Regions from separate parts of the Bos taurus genome. Here region 1 is linked to region 2. A link is a contact called in public Hi-C data. All regions are on one chromosome and are shown on one strand. Each heading gives the region's core, a stretch centred on a gene start, on an enhancer-like site or on the middle of the called end of the contact. The rest is flanking DNA. Distances are from core to core; before and after follow the strand shown.

What was found. A called contact is a pair of places that touch in the nucleus more often than the background predicts.
Region 1: a contact with region 2 is called in a Hi-C map of liver, with 2.2 times the contacts expected there. The contact joins the promoter of FGFR2 here to the enhancer-like site in region 2. A contact is called at or near these places in 2 of 11 Hi-C or Micro-C datasets (liver and skeletal muscle).

What each region holds. Positions count from the first base shown.
Region 1 is chr26:41,556,450-41,559,149 of ARS-UCD2.0, forward strand. FGFR2 (fibroblast growth factor receptor 2) reads right to left here and starts at 1,287. Exons shown (of 18, transcript NM_001205310.2): 1 at 1,194-1,287.
Region 2 is chr26:40,935,060-40,937,759 of ARS-UCD2.0, forward strand. No RefSeq gene overlaps it. Among named protein-coding and RNA genes, the nearest start is that of WDR11, 97 kb to the left of the region's middle. Within about 2 kb of position 1,417, at least 5 of the 102 cell types and tissues checked have an H3K27ac peak or open chromatin away from gene starts, as enhancers often do. A contact at or near this core is called in liver, where this site is marked.

The DNA.
Region 1 (2,700 bases), core at 37-2,536, 620 kb after region 2:
AGTGATTTTCTCCCCCTTCTCGGGGCGCTAAAGAGCTCAGAGAAATCTGCATTTTAATTGACATTCCAGGGCGAGAGAGAGGGGCGCCCGATTGCTTTTCTATTCAAACTAAACAGGCTTTTCAGATGAAAATGAGTCGAGGCCGGTGGAAGATTTACAGGGATTTGGGACCCAGGGGACAATGGGGTTTTAAATGTTGATAGCGTTTCACACCAAACACATAATGGGTGAAAGAAGGTTTGCCTTTAAGGGTGGTTTTATTGAATTGGGCGAGAGAAAGGAAGGTCCGGAGAAGAGTTTGCAAAGGAGCGGGAGGCGAGGGGGACTGAGGCTCCACGGCCCCGGGCCGGACCCCTGCGCCTGGCCCCGTGGCCGCGAGGGTCGGAGCCAGCGCCTGGCCCGGCCCTCGGCTGACTCCCCGGCGCGGCCCCGGCGCTGAAAGAATGAGCGCGCAAGTTAGAACTCGCCTGTGCTTTCGACATCTCCGAGCTGCTGCCGGTAGAGCAGGCAGCGAACTAGAAAAAGTCGGTCCAGTTCGCCCCCTAGCCCCAGGCGAGCCGCGCTCCCTCCAGCCGAGACGGCGGCTGCGGGCCAGGGAGGCCGAAGGGCACTGCAATCGGGAAACCGGAGCAGCCCCCTTCCCAGAGCGCCACCCCCAGCCCCGAGCCCTCGCCTACCCTACAGAGGTGTTGCCAGCCCCACCTCAGCGGACCCCTCCCGGGGAAGGGTCCCCGGCCCGGGCCTGGATGAGACGGAATGGGGGCTCCCCGGGCCTCGGAACGAAGCACCTTCGAAGATGCCCCCTCCGAGTCCGGGACCTACCGGGCTGTGCCACCAGCGAGGCTGCCCCGCCGCTCGCCCGCCAGCTCCGGGGTCGGAGGATCGCGCCCGGCCAGCGGGAGTGCGCCAGCCAGAGTTTGACAGGGAGGCGGGCGGGGGCGGGGGGGGTGTCAACGCCAGAGGCAGATGTCAGCATCTGGATGGGGGTGGTAGCGGCAGAACTTCCCAAACGCCAGCCGTCAGCAGGCACCCAGCTCCCCCATCGCCTATGCAGCCAAAGAGGAGGCACAGGGAGCCGCCTCCACAGTGCCAGCCCTCCGTTCGGGAGTCCGTGCACCGGGCGTCTCGGGCTTCCACCGCGCCCACTGTCCCGCCCCGCGAAGCTCCCCCGAGGCGCCCGACTCGGCGATTACCTTGAATGGCAACGATCCCCGGCGATCGGGTCTGTCCCCGCGCCCAGCGTGGGTCGGGATGGAGCAAACGACCAACTCCCCGCAAAAAAAAAAAAAAAAAAAAAATGTGGTACTCGCCGGCGCCAAAGTTCGAGGCTTCACGCGCACCCCAGGCTGCGGAGGCGCGCGGGCATGACGCCCGCGGGCTGCGCTCGGATTTGGGGAGCGGGAGGAAGAAAGGAGTCGGGCTTGGCGTTTCCTCCACCAAACTTCGCTCGCAACTTGCGAACGCTTGGAGCGCGGAGGAAAGCCGCGGCCTCGGGGCGCCCGGGCCCCGCCAGCCTGGAAAGGAGTCGCTGCGCCGGGCCAGCTACGCCGCGCGCAGACCCCGCGGCGCCCGAGCTTTGTGGCGGCCGCGCTCGCTCCTTTGCTCGCCCGCCCGCCCGCTCGGCTCTCCGCGGCGTTCTCCGCTGCCGCCGCCGCCGCCGCCGCCCCCTCCCGGCGGGTCACGCCCCCGCTGAAACCCGAGCCGTTTCCTGGACGGCGGCGCCCGCTCTGCCAATCAGCGCCGCGCGCCCCGCCGCCCCGACTCGGCACGGCTCCCGACGCCTGCAAGCGGCCCGAGACCCCGGCGGGGAGGGCGAGGGGGCCCGGGCAGCACCGGGACGCAGAGGGGCAGCAGGCAGCATCCTCCGTGGATGCGGCCGGGGCCCGCGCCCCCTTCCTTCCCTGGTCAGTTCGCCTGATCCACGGTTTGCCGGGTGGTTACGTTACGTTGTCTCGATTCAAGTCAAAATAAATGACAGAAAGCCTGCTCTCTACCCACCCCCACCCCGGCCACGAGACTTTAAAATGCATCTGCGTGGTATTGGGGCGCGTGGGGGAGAAATAGAACGCAACTGAAACTTTGAGACGAGAGAAGGTAACCTGGGGCATGCCTGCCTGTCCATCAAAACGATAACGATGAGCAAAGAAGCGAGTATTTACGGAGGTTCTGCTATAGGCAGGGCACACGGAATAGAGTCTTCTTTTTCAACCGCACAGCCACCCTGCAGAGTAATATTCCCAGTTTCTGCTAAGGAAACAGGGTGAGAGATGTTATTTGTCCAGGGTTAACCAGCTGAGTAATGGCAGCAGCTGAGCCTGACTTTGAATCTGGCTCTCTTAGGGAACAGTTCAAAACTGAGGGGGAAAAATTTTGGATTAATAAATTCGGAAGATTCTAAGGACTCAACTCTGCTATAAATAGCTGTATGACCTTGAGCAAAGCATTTCCTCTCTGAATCTTAAGATTCTTCAACTAAATGCCAAGCTGTAACTGGTTAAAGTTCATATCTTCCATTTACCTTTTCCACTAGGCTGTGTCTACAGGATAATTTATTCTTTAACATATTTGCTCTCCTTCCCCACTCATCCAGCTCCCAAGAAGTGGTGCCTTAAGTCCAATACAATATAGATAAAAACCTTAATTATTTTTCCTTAGAAAAGGTCATTAAACCCAGAAGTGCTTTGGAGTCCTAAAGATGGA
Region 2 (2,700 bases), core at 167-2,666:
GGAGCTGGGTCGTGTGGCCCTAAGCTCTTTAACTACACAGAATTATCCAGAAGTGAGTGAATCTCTATGTGCAAAGATGCTCACTGAAGAGTTGTTTGTGATATAATGGAACACTGTGTGGTTCTGAATAATAACTAAATGAATATTTGTTAATATTAATATGAAAAGAAGCTCATGAAATGCTGTAAAGTGAAAATATAGTCAAATAATACATATAACCATGTTTATGAACAAAATTTTTGTGTGAATAAATACATTCCATTTATGCTGTGTGAGACAGACATATCCAGTTTATTTGTTGTTGGTCAGTCACTGAGTTTTGTCCAACTCTTTGCCACCCCATGGACTGTAGCCCACCAGGCTTCCCTGTCCTTCACTATCTCCTGGAGTTTGCTCAAAGTCATGTCCATTGTGTCAGTGATGCCATCCAACCATCTCATCCCCTGTCACTCCCTTCTCCTCCTGCCCTCAATCTTTCCCAGCATCAGGGTCTTTTCCAATGAGTTGGCCCTTTGCATCAGGTGGCCAAAGTATTGGAGTTTCAGCTTCAGCATCAGTCTTTCTAATAAATATTCAGGGTTGACTTCCTCTAGGATTGACTGGTTTGATTTCCTTGCAGTCCAAGGGACTCTCAAGAGTCTTCTCCAGCACCAGAGTTATACAATTCTGTCACACTCCTTTCCCAGTTTTGAACAAGTCAGTTTTTCCATGTAAGGTCCTAACTGTTGCTTCTTGACCTGCATACAGGTTTCTCAGGAGACAGGTAAGGTGGTCTGGTATTTCCATCTCTTTAAGAATTTTCCACAGTTTATTATGATCCACACAGTCAAAGGCTTTCTTGTAGTCAATGAAGCAGAAGTCAATGTTTTTCTGGAATTCCCTTGCTTTCTCTAAGATCCCGTGAATGTTGGCAATTTGACCTCTGGTTCCTCTGCCTTTTCTAAACCCAGCTTTATAATATAGTTTATTATATTATAATCCAGTTTATGATACAGATATATTGAGTTTATGAAAAAACTCTGGAAGGATATATATCCATAAGGTCCCATGTATGTGAGTTTGGATTGTAAATAAATTTCATTTTGTTCCTCGTACATCTCAGTATTTTCTAAATTTGTTTATAATGAGACAGCTACCTTTATCACTAGAAATGTATTATTTTCATAATGACCATTTTGGGGGTGCTTACTCTCTGCCTGGTACTAGGCTAAGTTCCTTAACTCTGGAGTCTTTATTAAAACTCCATGAAACAAGCTTTGTTTACAATTTGTAACAAAAATAGAAAAAGTCTCAAGATCCCCTAGCTTCATGCCATAGATCTGGAAGGCTCTGGAAGGCCAGCTCCCTCTGACATGCCTTGCTGCCACTCTGGGAACCAGAGTCAGGGGCGGAGACTCTGGCCCAAGTCCGCAAGTCTGCTCAGAAAAGTGCTGAGGCTGGAATCTTCCCCGCCAGGGCAGAATTCCTGGGGCTTGGCCACAGGGCCAGGGCAAACGGATTCAGGCAGGAATTTTGTCTGTCTCCTTCTTTGTTTTTAAAAGAAATAGCCACTGCCTAAACTAGGCTGAGCCCAGTATTATCTGGCTTTCTTCAAAGGCACACGAAGACGAGCGGCTGCTATTTGGTTCTGTGGGGCTGTCTGGGGAGCAGCAGGGTCTGGGGGAGCCTGTGCTCAGGGGCCCAGACCCGAGTCAGCTGTCAGCAGGACCCGTTAGGACACGGGATGAGCTTAACAGATGGAAGCGCATCGGCTCGAGAGCTTCTGCTTGCAATTTATCCTTTGGAGCATGGCTGTGTTCTCAACCTGGATTTTGCTAACAGTCAACAAATCAAAAAGTAACCAAAGGTGATAACAGGGACCAAGTTCGGACTCCAACCCTTTCTGCAGGCTCCCTTCCCCACCCAATACCAGCCTCCACAATGATGCTTGGTCAATCGTTAGCTTTCTAGCTTGTTCTTTGTACCCCACGTCTTATGAACTGCAGAGTCCACTTGACTGGAGGCCAGAGGGTACAGGTCCTGCTCTGCTACATCCTGTCTCCTTGGTCTTTAATTAAGTCGTTAGCTCTTTCTGGTCCTCAGTTTACTTATTCGAAAAATTGGGTCTAAAAATTAGATCATGTTTTGATTTGCTGACAGTTTACAAAAAATACGGGTTGGGGTACACAGCAGTCAGGTCCTGTCACAGAGACTAGGTGTGCCTCCTGTCCACTGAAGTCAGCGTCTGCAAGAGCAAGCACAGCGTTTGGGTTTTTGCGATGCCAAAGCACTAGAATGCTTGCACGACTTGACTGCCAGCCTCAGTGAGCTGAACCAGGGTATTTCTGTGGGCAGGAGCAAGGCGGGGGGCTTCCAAAATTACACCACACAGGGGTCCCCTGACCTACATAAAATAAGTCAGCACCCCCCTGGGGCCGGCCAATTGGAGCTCCTCAGATCACCTGGCAGAATTAGGCACGGTTTTTGGTTCTTTTCAGGGAGCTGGAGTCTCTGAGAAGGGTGTACATGTCAGTTTCATGAAAATCCGTTGTAAAAGGCCCGATCAACTTCTCAATCATCCGCTTCCCCTTCTCCACCTTGCCCTCCCAGAGCGCCCCAGGCTGCTTCTGAGATCAGAGAGCATAATTACAAATGAGTGGGGACTCTGGGGGCTGGCTTACAGCTTAATTAGCTCCGTCCCCTGCACTGTCTCTGCTTCTG